Linked DNA regions of Mus musculus: region 1 is linked to region 2. The links are chromatin contacts, called in public Hi-C maps. All regions are on one chromosome and are shown on one strand. Each heading gives the region's core, a stretch centred on a gene start, on an enhancer-like site or on the middle of the called end of the contact. The rest is flanking DNA. Distances are from core to core; before and after follow the strand shown.

Region 1 (2,744 bases), core at 67-2,566, 130 kb after region 2:
CTGGGTTCCTGTGGTACTGAGATTCAAGCCCAGGGATCCATGACTTCTTGGCAAGTAGTCTCCCAACTGAGCTATCTCTACTACCCTCGATATTACTTCCTAGTTCTTTCTGGGCTTGATTGACTTCAATAATAATCTGAGCCAGTACTTTTTGTGTGCTTTCCCGCCTGTACACGGTGGCGAGATTGAGCTGGGTCCTGTCTCTATCACTATCACGCTCCGGAGTGTTTTATTTCTACTCTGCTCCAAGCCAGCATCTGTCACTTCGGCTGCCATTCTCCCTCAGATGTGAGTCATGCTTTGCTGTCTTTGCCCGTGACCGCTTACATGTCACACTTGATGCTGGCCCGCAGCTTCTCTGTCATCTTTCACCCATTCTGTCTGCCAAGATCCACAAGCACTGATGCTCTTTAGTCTATCAGAATTCAGAATGTTGCTTTTGCCTCCATTCCCTGGAGTGTGTGTGTGTGTGTGTGTGCGCGCGCGCGCACGCTCGTACGTACAGGTCAGAGGTTAACACTGGACACCTTCTTCTGTTGCTCTCTGTCTTACTTCCTCGAGACAGTGTGTCTCACTCATTTACCTAGATTGGCTAGCCATTGACTTCTGAGTTCCTGGGGTACACCCTTCCTTATTACCCAGTGCTAAGGTTACAGGGATACCCAGCTGGGCCCTGCTTTATATGTGAGTGTGGGGACTTGAACTCAGATCCTCCTGTTTGCACGGATAAGTGCTCTTACCCACAGAGGCATCTCTCTAGCACCTCCACCTTATTTTTGGTGACAAGGACCCTCACTGAACCTGGAGCTCACTAATTGGCTACATTGGCTCCCAGCAAGCCCCGGGGATCCCTCCTGTCAGGTCTGCGTGAGCATGTCTGGTGTTTTTATGTGGGTTCTGGGGATCTGAACTTGCATGCATCGGAACAGCATGCACCGTACTGCTACAGCAAGCACTTTGCTGACTGAGCCGTCTCTCCCAGCCTTGCTCCCGCTCTCGAAAGGCAATTTAGCTGAAAGAGGGTTCAGACTGATGAATGCTTGCTTTAATTGCCTTGACTATGCTATAACAACAATGTTCTCCAGCCTTTCCTGTGGCTGATGGGTTTGTGGTCTCACTGGGCTGTGTCTCGGATGACTAAAGAAAGCGTTCTTCCTCCTGAGACGTTGAGCCACACCTTGGTCCTGTCCCTGGCCATGTGTGACCTTGGACTTAGTTGCTCACTGTTCTCAGTTTTGTAAGCCTAGCTTCAAGGGCATTTGCTGCTGCTGCTGCTGCTGCTGCTGCTGCTGCTGCTGCTGCCTGGGCTGGTTGCCATGGTTACCCTCACCTGGGTTGGCTAGAGCTGCAGTAAGGAAGGACCACAGGCTGGCTGGCTTACAAAATAGAAACGCGTTTTCTCAGTTCCAGAGGACACAATTCTAAGAGGAGATGTTGGCAGAGCTGGCGTCTTCTAAGCCCTCTGTCCTTGGCAGATCGATATCTTCTTCCAGCATTCCCCTGGTACCCATCTCTCTTCTTCCCTTTCTATGTGAGTGTGTGTGTGTATGTGTGTGTGTGTGTGTGTGTGTGTGTTGTGTTGTTTGAGATAGAACCTAGGATTTTGTGCATGCTAGGTAGGCTGTTTACCAGTGAGCTGTACCCACAGCTCTGGGAGGAGGATGCCATCATCTCCCTATTGTAACTGGAGGCAGACATTATGATGTCTTTCCCTGCATCTCACCATGTGACCTTGGCTACCCAGTGGGCTCTCCCTCCCTCCCTGGTGGGCAACCCCACCTGACCCTCCTTAGCCTGTACCCAGCTCCTAGACACAAGACTAACTGACCTAACACAGCTCCGGCTGGAGCTACATGACGTCTGAAGGTTGGGCCTGAAAGGTTCACAGCATCTCTGCTGCATGGGATTGGTCGAGCCAGCATCTTGCAAGAGCATCCCCCTAAAGGGAGAGAGTCAGGAAGTGTGAACACTAATGACTGTGGTCAGGCAAAGCAGGACTGTCCAGGGGCCACGCCCATGCAACACTTTGTGGAAATGTTGATTTAAACTCAGGGCTGGGGGAGATGGCAGGCTGGGAAAGTGCTAGCTTTGCACTTTTTACTACACTTCTGTAAAAAGCCTGACATGAGGAATCACTTGTAATCCCGGTGCTGGGGAGGCAGGTGACAGGCAGCTCCTGACCAGACAGCCTAGTCAGCAAGTCTCAGGTCCCAGGGAGACCAGGGATCAAAACAAGTATCCAGATGTTAACATCTGGCCTCCATGTGCACCTGCACACTTGTGGGTGCCTAAACACACACACACACACACACACACACACACACACACACTCACACACACACACACTCACACACACACACACTTAGAACTGCTTCCAATCTTCAAAGTCAAGACAAGGGGCTGAAGAGATGGCTGAGCCCATAGAGCGTCAGCTTTTGAAGAGGACTAGAGTTTGGTTCTCAGCACCCAGGAGGGGCAGCTCCCTGGAACTCCAGCCCCAGGGGTTCAGCCACCTGCTTCTGGCCTCTGTGGGCACCAGCATATGTGCATACACACAAGGTTTTCTAAACATGGGAAATCAGTGCTGCTTTGATGATTTCCTACTGGGTGGGGGGAGCTTCCCTTTTCGGTTGCATATTTAATAGAAGTATCTAGGTGTAGACTCCTCTGGTTTGTCCCTTTGGGAGGAGACACTCCTATCACAACCCTAAGGACTGGATCCAGGGTGGCAAGCATGCCAGGCG
Region 2 (2,700 bases), core at 140-2,639:
ACTGCTGTGTGGCCTTGAGCAAGTGTACTCACCTCTCTGAGCTTCAGTATCACAAAAAAGTCTGCTCAGAGGATGTTCCAAAAGTCAATCTAGATATACAGGGGGTCCCGTGGGGGAGACATACAGAGGTGCATGTTGGCACCTGCACCGGGGTAACCCAGGATGGGGACAGTCGTGCTGTGTTCACTCTTCCTGTTAGGTGTCCTACTGCTTTTCTCTGACACAGGGTGGTATTCTGCTGAGGGAGGGCTCCCTGGTCTACACCCCTGATGCACCACTTGGGGGAGAGGGATACTGGGGTGTGTGTGTGTGTATGTGTGTGTTTGTGTGTGGTTACATCACAGTGTCTGGGGGGCACAGGGGTGTGTGAGAGGGGAGCAATGACCTGTAGTGACACTAGAACAAGAAGGAACAAGTGCACTGGCACCCTACTCCCAGCCTAAATGCCTCCCAAGGCTTTGTTGGTCCTCTTAGGAGTGGTACATGTGAAGGGATTCAGGTCCAGAAATACAGCTTGGATGGGGGTGGAGCAGAACATGCATGCACTCGCGCGCGTGGCACACACACACACACACACACACACACACACACACACACACACGGTTGCTACTTTTGCCCCCCCCCCCATGCAAGGTGGTTCCAGCATTGAGCATGCGCGACCCGCAGCCCCACCCACCCACCCACTCAGATTCCAGCTTCACAGAGCTGCAGCTAGAGGCTCTTAGGTGGAAGAGGCAGGACTTGAACCTAGGTCATCCCAGCTCCACCAGATGCTGGCAATGTGTCTGTTGCCAAGGAACAGGGTGGATGCTGTGGGACCATTTGTGAGGGTAGCACGTGGATAACCGAGTTGTCAACCACTCACAGCTTCAGAGGGGACAAAAGTGACAGGATCTGAGTCTGGTGAGGGGGGAGGAGCAGCCATGAGGGCGGTCCACCTAGGATGCCTGGCACCTGGAGGCCAGGCCCAACCTGCAGAAGGATAGGTGGGTGCAGCCGGGTCCCGGGGACCCGGCATCAGTCAGTCCCTTCTCCTGGTGCTCAGGGGTGGCTGTAGTGCTGGTGAGCTCAGCCGGAAGGTGGCTGATGGGGATCTGCCCACGCAGGTTTGGATTGCAGCCCTGCCATTCACAAGCTGTGGCAAGGCAGGGTCGTCTGCCCCCTCGATCTGGCCTCGGTTTCCCCTCCACTAAGAAGCTCGGCCCGCGCCTTCCTGCCTCGCCTTTCCTCTCTGCACAGCTATTTAAAGTGGCCGTGGTTTGCCTCGTTCTTTAAAAAAAAAAAAAAAAAAAGAAAGAAAGAAAAAAACTTCATTCCCGTACTCAGCTGAGTTCCACAAGGCCAGCTGTCACCACTAAAAATGTCTGTCGTGAGACAGCCACCAGTGAGGAGGTGGGAGGAGGCAGGAGGCCCGGATGGGAATGCACAGCTCTGCGGCTGGAATTTAAACACACACACACACACACACACACACACACACACACACACAAATACATACATTCAGACACACTCAAAGACACAGTAATACATGCACAAAGACACACACATACATACATACATACATACATACATACATACACTACATGCACACACACATCCCCAGGACTGAGTAGGAAGAACAAGGAGATGGAAGGCCCCGCCTTCTTCCATTATCGGTGGCCTGCTGGGCCCTGTGCTGACAGGTGGGCAGAACCCTCAGCCCCTGAAGAATAGGGAGTGACATAGCTCGGTTCTGCTTCCAACTTCACACTCCCCTTTTTCTGGGGAAACCGGAGGAAGGGATTAGCCTGATCTCAGATCAAGGTTGCTTTTCCAGCCAGGGGCAGACACAGAGCCTCTCCAGGGAGGGAGGGATCAATATGGAGAACCAACTTGAAAAGGAGGCCTCATCATCTACACCTACAGAGAGGAAAACTGAGGCTGGCAATGGGGTCCTGGCTGAAACCGAGGGGGTGCTGACCCTGATACCACGTGCTCATTGGCTGGTGTGAGCAGGTGACTCCAGCCTTCCCTTCCTTTTGTAGGAAATGGCCAGGCACAGAACCACCTAAGGAGGATGTGAGGGTGGCCTAGCCACAGGCATAGGAAGCAGAGTGCAGGGTAACTGGGAGAAGGTGCTGTCAGGTTCAGGCTCAGGGCTAATCTGGGTGGTGGGAGCAGGGTCTGGAGAAATGGGGGATGGGGACAGGGGAATCTCGAGCACATACACACACACACACACACACACAGAGGAAGATCACATACATACACACAGAAGGATCACACACACACAGGGAATCACACACGGGGGGATCTCACACAGGGGATCTCACACACACACACACACACACACACACACACACACACACACACACAGAGGACTAGATGACTCTCCCCTGTCCCCACCCCAGGCAAGCTGTTGATGAGTGGGGCCCATGGGGGCTGGGGAACTCTATGACCCTGAACTGTTGGGAACTCTTCAAAAATGGCGGGGTGGGGGGCGCAGGCAGGAACACACACATGGCCAGTCTTCTGGGATGGAAAAGGAAAACACATGATCAGGGTCAGGGTCTCAAGGAGGAATTCTGTCTCTAGAATCATGTGCTGTTAGCTGTGGAGACTCATGCTTGTAATCCCAGCATTTTGAGGCAGAGGCAGGAGGATTGCTGCAAGTGTGAAGCCAACCTGGTCTCTATAGTGAGCTCCAGGCCAGACAGGACT

The links. Hi-C and Micro-C count contacts between places; a contact is called where the count stands out from the background.
Region 1: a Hi-C map of brain shows a contact between it and region 2, with 3 times the contacts expected there. The contact joins the promoter of 9330198N18Rik here to the enhancer-like site in region 2. A contact is called at or near these places in 1 of 15 datasets of contacts at CTCF or cohesin (the NIH/3T3 cell line), 5 of 484 Hi-C or Micro-C datasets (the G1E-ER4 cell line, bone marrow-derived macrophages, brain and 1 more) and 1 of 115 datasets of contacts at active chromatin or transcription factors (embryonic stem cells).

The regions. Positions count from the first base shown.
Region 1 is chr2:30,628,243-30,630,986 of GRCm38.p6, forward strand. 9330198N18Rik (a long non-coding RNA gene) reads left to right here and starts at 1,317. Exons shown (of 3, transcript XR_003954017.1): 1 at 1,317-1,503.
Region 2 is chr2:30,502,787-30,505,486 of GRCm38.p6, forward strand. No RefSeq gene overlaps it. Among named protein-coding and RNA genes, the nearest start is that of Gm39781, 6.3 kb to the left of the region's middle. Within about 2 kb of position 1,390, at least 26 of the 459 cell types and tissues checked have an H3K27ac peak or open chromatin away from gene starts, as enhancers often do. A contact at or near this core is called in brain and nephron progenitors, where this site is marked.